Linked DNA regions of Gossypium hirsutum: region 2 is linked to region 1. The links are chromatin contacts, called in public Hi-C maps. All regions are on one chromosome and are shown on one strand. The core of a region is the stretch at or near the end of the contact, and the rest is flanking DNA. Distances in the headings are between cores, read along the strand shown.

Evidence for each region. Hi-C and Micro-C count contacts between places; a contact is called where the count stands out from the background.
Region 2: a Hi-C map of leaf shows a contact between it and region 1, with 2.4 times the contacts expected there. The contact joins the enhancer-like site here to the promoter of LOC107892040 in region 1. A contact is called at or near these places in 10 of 34 Hi-C or Micro-C datasets (callus, hypocotyl, leaf and 1 more).

What each region holds. Positions count from the first base shown.
Region 1 is chrD09:23,216,969-23,220,786 of Gossypium_hirsutum_v2.1, reverse strand. It overlaps LOC107892040 (hypersensitive-induced response protein 4), which reads left to right and starts at 2,210. Exons shown (of 5, transcript XM_041101710.1): 1 at 2,210-2,957; 2 at 3,178-3,298; 3 at 3,418-3,509. The coding sequence starts at 2,475. It overlaps LOC107892039 (somatic embryogenesis receptor kinase 1), which reads left to right. Exons shown (of 3, transcript XM_016817006.2): 1 at 1-288; 2 at 462-722; 3 at 832-2,282. The coding sequence ends at 2,156.
Region 2 is chrD09:23,303,408-23,307,225 of Gossypium_hirsutum_v2.1, reverse strand. It overlaps the pseudogene LOC107892038. Among protein-coding and RNA genes, the nearest start is that of LOC107892686, 9.5 kb to the left of the region's middle. Within about 2 kb of position 2,020, at least 7 of the 9 cell types and tissues checked have an H3K27ac peak or open chromatin away from gene starts, as enhancers often do. A contact at or near this core is called in leaf, where this site is marked.

The sequences.
Region 1 (3,818 bases), core at 961-3,460:
GGACCTTTAATGGTGACCCTCGTGATGGTTCATATGAAGGCTTATGCTGTAACGAGAAAGGCCAAATAGCCAACATTTCTTTGCAAGGGAAAGGATTGTCTGGCAAACTCTCACCGGCTATTGCTGAGCTTAAACACTTGACAGGGCTTTACTTGCATTACAACTCTTTGTATGGGGAGATACCTAAAGAAATAGCAAACTTGACTCTACTCACTGATTTATATCTCAACATGAATAATCTCTCTGGTCAGATTCCTCCTCAGATTGGTGAACTGGGTAGCTTGAAGGGTTAGTGGTCTTGTATTTGAATTTTCTCTTCTATTTACCATTGGTTTTTTTTCCAAATCTTGCTGTGTTTGGATTATGAGAAATTTTCCATTTTGGGTCTTTATGTTTTTAAGCAAAAATCACTTAACTGGGTTTTTTTTCCCTTTTCCTTCTTTTGCAAATATACTGTGTAGTGTTGCAGCTCTGTTATAACCAGCTCACAGGAAGCATACCAACACAATTGGGATCTTTAAAGAAGCTTAATGTACTTGCCTTGCAGTCCAATCAACTTACTGGTGCAATCCCTGCAAGTTTAGGGGATTTGGGTACATTAATAAGGCTTGATTTGAGTTTCAATAGTTTCTTTGGTTCAATCCCTTTGAAACTAGCTGATGCTCCTTTGCTTCAAGTTCTAGACATTCGGAACAATTCACTTTCTGGCAATGTCCCTCTTGGTACTCATCTTTTTTATTTATTTATTATATATAACTATATTCTGCTTGGCTTTATGGAAAAATAATAATGAACTTCATTTGATTTTTTTCCCTTCTTGGTTTGATGTAGCTCTTAAGAGACTGAATGATGGATTCTTGTTTCAAAATAATCCGGGTCTATGTGGGTCTGGTTTTGCATCATTGAAAGTTTGTAATGATTCTGATCATATTAATCCAAGCAAACCTGAGGTGTATGGGTCAGGGGCAGCTGGTGTTACTAGAGAAATACCGGAGACGGCAAATCTTCAGTTACCTTGTGAGCAAAAACCCTGCTCGAAGCCATCAAAGTCTCAAAGGGGTCCTATTCTTGTTGCCCTGATTGTTGTCATAGTTGCATTATCAGTTATAGGACTCGTCACATTCATGCAATATCGTCGCCAGAAACAGAAGCTTAGTAGCTTATCTGAAGTTCCTGAAAACCGCCTTAGCACCAATCAAACCAAGGGGTTTAGTAAGAAGAACGGATCTCCACTCATTAGCCTTGAGTATGCTAATGGTTGGGATCCTTTGGCTGATGGCAGGAACTACAATGGCTTTGCCGAGAGCTTTAGGTTCAACTTAGAAGAGGTGGAGACAGCTACTCAGTACTTTTCGGAGTTAAATTTATTGGGGAAGAGTAACTTTTCCGCAACTTATAGAGGGTTTCTAAGGGATGGATCAGCTATTGCGATTAAAAGCATCGGCAAAACTAGTTGCAAATCAGATGACGCTGAGTTCTTGAGGGGACTGATTGTTTTGGCTTCATTGAAGCATGAAAATTTAGTGGGATTGAGAGGGTTCTGTTGTTCAAAGGCCCAGGGAGAGTGCTTTCTCATATATGATTTTGTCCCTAATGGGAATTTACTAAGCTATCTTGATGTCAAGGATGGTAATGGACAGGTCTTGGAATGGTCCACAAGAGTTTCCATTGTTAAAGGCATAGCCAAAGCTATAGCATATTTGCATGGTAACGAAGTAAACAAACCTGCCCTCGTTCACCAAAACATTTCAGCTCAAAAAGTGGTCATCGATGATCAGTTCAATCCTTTGCTCTCGGATTCGGGCTTGCACAACCTCCTTACCAATGATATCGTGTTTGCAACGCTCAAGGGCAGTGCTGCTATGGGTTACTTAGCTCCTGAATACACTAGTACAGGCCGGTTTACCGAGAAGAGTGATGTTTATGCATTTGGGGTCGTGGTTTTTCAAGTCCTTGGTGGGAAACGAAATGTGACTAGGTTGGTACGAGTTGGAGGTGAATGTTGTAGAATCCAAGATTTTATAGACTCAAACCTCCATGGTAGGTACTTGGAATATGAAGCAGCTAAACTTGCAAGAATTGCTTGGCATTGCACTCACGAGTGTCCTGTAGAAAGACCATCCATGGAAGCAGTGGTTCAAGATCTGGGCGTGTAGACTCGGTTTCAACTGGATTTTCATGTCAAGCTTTTTAAGTTTTTGGATATTTTGTGCTTTCATTGTCATGAGTGTTGTAACTTTGTAAACCCTTAATTTTATATTCATCTCCCTAGCTTTATGATGGCTCTTTGTGTTTGCTGGGATACTTTGGGTAAAGTCATGTGAAATTTACTTGTTTGATCAGAGTCTGGTGAGATATTCTGGTATGATATCTTCAGAGTACGAAAACAGAAGATAATAACCATTCCATATTATGGAGCGTTTTAGTAAATATACTTTATTTCTATTTTGTCTTTTCTGTACTTCAAAAATGCAATGGGTCAAGCAAAAGGTGATAATCGCCTACGTCAAGAAGCAACCCTGGCTGCTATCCAAATCCAATTAAAACCAACTTTTTTTCTCAAAATAAAAAAAATCACCACCAAGGAGGCGACACGAGAAGTCGAGAATCCAAATCCTTATCGTCGTCCGTCCACACCGAATCTCCTACTTTTCACCGTCTTAACTCGTAATCAAGAACCAAAGAATTCCGCCTTCTTTCATTTGATTTTAATTCTTTCTTTTTTGTTTCATCCGTTTTGTTTATTATCGATCGAGAAAAAAATGGGGAATACGTCTTGCATATTCTTTGCGTGCGTCGATCAGGCCAGTATCGGCGTGGTGGAGAGGTGGGGTCGTTTCGAGAAGTTGGCGGAGCCTGGCCTTCACTTATTTAACCCCTGCGCCGGTCAATGGCTCGCCGGCGTCCTTTCTACCCGAATCTCTTCTCTCGATGTCCGCATCGAGACCAAAACCAAGGTCAATTCCCTTATTAACCCCTTCCATCAATATGCCTAGCTACTCTATTTCTAATCAATTCATCATATGAATTTTATCAGTTCTTTTTTTTTTGTGTGTGTGTGTGTGTGTGCTTGTTTTGCGGGGAAATCGCCCAATTTTGAACAATATTTACATTGATATTGTTGCTCTACTAGCTGAAGATCAATGAGTATGAATATGAGAATGTTACATTTTGTAGGACAATGTTTTTGTTCAATTGGTTTGCTCCATTCAATACCGAGTGATGAAACGACATGCTGATGATGCATTCTATGAGCTGCAAAATCCCAAAGAACAGATCCAGGCTTTTGTGTTTGATGGTCATTTTCTTTGGCTTTCTTTATGCGTATCAGCCTATAATATTATGCTCCTTTTTTGGTAAACTAAAACCATTTATGCATCCCATTTCGTCTCACTTTTTTTCCCTTGTTGGTGGTAGTGGTTCGAGCTCTAGTTCCAAGGATGGATTTGGATGAACTCTTTGAACAAAAGGGTGAGGTTGCTAAAGCTGTGCTTGAGGAAATTGAGAAGGTAGTATAGTTCATTCATTTGCTATACCATTTATCCTTATGCACCAAATTACTCAAGAGTGCTTAAATTAAGTGCATAAGGCATACATGTATATATACATTCACATACATATATATTTGGTTGTAAAAACTGTTTAACGGGTAGACCGAAGAAGACCAATGATTATATAAGCATGTATATGTATAAAAGAGATAAATTTTGGTTGTAGAAACTGATGAGCTGGTAAATCAAAGAAGACTTTGATATGTCAGTCTTGAAAAAAGTACGATAGATGTCCTTGTACTAAGAGTCATGCATTTTGAGCAAATT
Region 2 (3,818 bases), core at 771-3,270, 87 kb before region 1:
GCCCTACGTGGCAGTTCAAATGGGTTTTAAATGCCAACTTGGATGTCTTATATGGCAGTCCAAATTAAATTTATTTAATTAAAAACATATTTTCATCTCAGCAGTTAAACATCCAAGTTGGCATTAAAACCCATTTGGATTGTCACGTAGGACTGCCACTAGGGAGGTAATAGAGTTTAATGGTAGAGTGACCACTTCGTATCTAAAACATAACATTTCAAATATAAGTGACTAAAATGTAATAGAGACAAATAAAAGTGACTACTTTTGTAGTTTACCCTTAAAATTTTGATCTTATATTTCTAGTATAATATACTTTCAGTTCTTACCTAAGTAAATTGGGATAAAATAGGTATACTAAGTTTAATGAAAGGACAAAATAGGTATGTTAAACTAGGATAATCTAGACTTAAAAGTATTATTAATTTTAAAGTGGTCAAAACAAAATTAGTATGAGGTAGTAAAGTTGGGAGTTACATATAAATTGATATTTTTCAATTAAATCATTGGTTTAATTACATTTGCTATTACAACATTTGGTTTTGTATAAAACCCCCATCTCTTTTCTTGGTAAAGAAAAGGAAGGATCATGCATGAAGAACAAGAGAACTAATGCGAGGATAGTGATGAGAACTAGTGGACTAAAAATAGTAAACGGTAGTTGTATATGGTCGACTGTGGCTATGATGTTGAAGGTCTCCCATTTTTTTAAATGAAAAAGGTCAATTTTTGAGTTTTTCTTTAAGATTTCGAGATGAAAGGAATTTAGTTCAACTGCACGAATTTATTTATTTTACATGTTTAATACACATTTTTTTTATAGTTTTCTTATTAGTGATCCATTTATCATTGCTTTCTCTATTTATTTATTAGAATATTAAATCATATTATTCATTTTTTTCTTTAATTCTATTTATGTTTATATTGGTGAAATTTTTCTTTAATATGATCTTTAATATATTATTTTATTTATCACATTTTAATTACCTATATTTATATATTATATATTTTCAACTCCTATTTAGAGTAAAATAGGGGTAAATTAGATTTTTCAATCAATTTTTTAATTTCAACTCCTATATAGAATAAGGGTAGATTAGACATTTTATTTAGAAATTGTTTTTACAATATTCCTAAAATTCTAAGTTTATTTTTCAATTTTTTCGATAAAATTTTACTTTTTTATTTAAAATTTAAAATTTATTTCATTTTTCAAATTAAACTCAAATAATTCATCTTTAGTAATTATCTACGAAACTTAAATTTCTTTTGATTATATAATCTTAAAATTTTCATGTTAAGCTAAGAGTAAAGAAAAATCCTTCAAATTAATTAATTTTATATTTCATACCAAATAAAACTCATAATTTTTGTCATCACTTCTTTACCCAAATGAAGAACAAATAATTAATTTAATTAATTACAAGTATTTTTGCTTTGGTTTTAGTTTAGGAATATTCAAGATTATATAACCAAAAGAACTTTTAGTTTCGTAAAAAATTATTAAAATGAGTTATTTGAGTTCTTTTCGTTAAGGATAATATGGAAACATAAAATAAAATATTAAAATTTAGAGGAGATTAAATTAATTAATTTCAATATTATAGTAACAAATCAGTTGACATTATCAATGGATAAAAAAATTTTCAACAATTTATGAATTTATTTTAATTTTTTGAAATTTAAAATTTTCAATATTAAAAAAGATATTTAGTATTTTCCGCAATGGGATAAACAAATACAATTTAACAATTTTGTGGCATCATTTCAACATCTACTACTTTTTACTTTAATTCTTGATTTTTTTACCCTAAATACTTAAAAAAAGATATTTTTTGGGTGACCAAAATGAAAATATAAATATGATGTGGCATGTACTATATGATAGAGATTTAATGCTTGAATGACTAAAATAAAAATGCCCTAAAAGTTAGGTGACGAAATTGCATGGAACACCCTAAAAGCTGGGTGACCAACTAAGTAATTTACCCACTAAATATGACAGCCCGACCCGTAAATCTATTTGGTGGAGCCTTCCAACTAAAAACCCTAACCCTAATAATAAAAGCCTCTGCCGCTACCGATCCCCTTGCATATCTTCTAAAAATATATTTACTCCGTTGGCTTTTGAGGAAAGAAGCAACCAAAGGCTGTTGCTTAACTTCTTTCACTTCATCCACTTCTTCCAGGTTTCCTTCTCTCTTTCCTTTTTATTTTCCTTGGTATTTTAATTTGATGTGTAAAATAGCTTGCTTTGGAATTGGGGTCAGATTAATGTGCAAAATAAGAAAGAACAGTGCTTTAGGTTTTCTTTATTCTGGGTTTTAGCTCCAGTTCACGGGATTGATCTTCAATCAAACAAGTAAAAACCCACAATTTTTGGGTTACAACCTTTTCCCATTTTCGCAACATTTCCTTTACTGTTTTAAAATGAAAATCATTGGATTGATCTACTTCAAAGAACCATTTTAGGCAACCATCCTTGACAATCCCCACCATCGAATTTGTGACACTCGGCCTTGGAGTATTTAGTCTGAATCCTAGAACCTACCAACATTTTTGGTAGCAACCGCAGTCCTGGATTTATTACTTTGTTGTTGTGGCAACTCACAATACAGTTTTCAGCTTTGACTCAAATTTAGCCATTCCTTTGATTGAGCCTTTCATCATCTGCATCTTTTAAACATATTTCTCATTTCAACCTCTGAACTTTTCTCCCATTTGCATTTCAGATTGCAGCTCGTTTTCAACTGCTCCTAGTTTTTTCAACCTTGGTGACAATCCTGTCAGCATCCTTTTTTCAATTAACCCATTTCCTTTTGAGTTCTAGTCAGACTGTTATCTCTTATGACATGTTTCAACTCAGAAATCGGTAAAGAAGAATGAGGACAAAGAAGAAAGAAAATAAGGGAGAACTGAAACTGAAGAGAGAATTTTGTGAGAAAATTGATGTGCATTTAATTGCCGTCACCCCTTGCAATATCGTTTATATATTGATATTTCTAGCTAAAAGCTGACTGAGTCTTAAGATTTTTAATTTTGTGAATTGCTTTTGGACGATAACCTTTTTATTTATTAGAAATTGATTGTACTGAACAGAACACAAAAGAAACTATGGCATACGCTGCAATGAAGCCGACCAAGCCTGGTTTGGAGGAGCCCCAAGAACAGATACACAAGATCAGAATCACTCTCTCCTCCAAGAATGTGAAAAACCTTGAGAAAGGTACCGATTTTTCTTATACCTCTATAATCTTGTTACTATCAAATTTTCCTTGTCTTAGCTAAATTTCATATAGTGATGAGTACTTTCTGGGGGCCTGATATGGATGAAATGGATAGACTAATCATCGGTTAGTCTAATGTCTATGTCTAATTGACAGTTTGTGCTGATCTGGTTCGTGGTGCCAAGGATAAGAGACTGAGGGTTAAGGGACCTGTGAGAATGCCTACCAAGGTTCTTCACATTACCACAAGGAAGTCTCCATGTGGTGAAGGTATTTACTCCCCGTTGGACTCTTGTTGTATTGTGTAGCTTACATTATTACCCAATTATTTATGTTTGAAACTCTTTTGACTCTACCTTGAAAGCATGTTTCAGAAACCTATTGTATGGAGAATACTCTAGTTCCCTGTCCGTCAGAAATGATTTTAGAAATGGTATCTTGTTGTGATGGAGCATATAATACTGCTGAATTTCTGTTTTTCTCTGTAATCATAATACCCACAAGAAATAGGAGTGTCTATGCATTCTTGCCCTGTCCTCTGCATTTTATACTATATTGTAATTGCATGCTGGTTAATAATTTTGAGTTCCA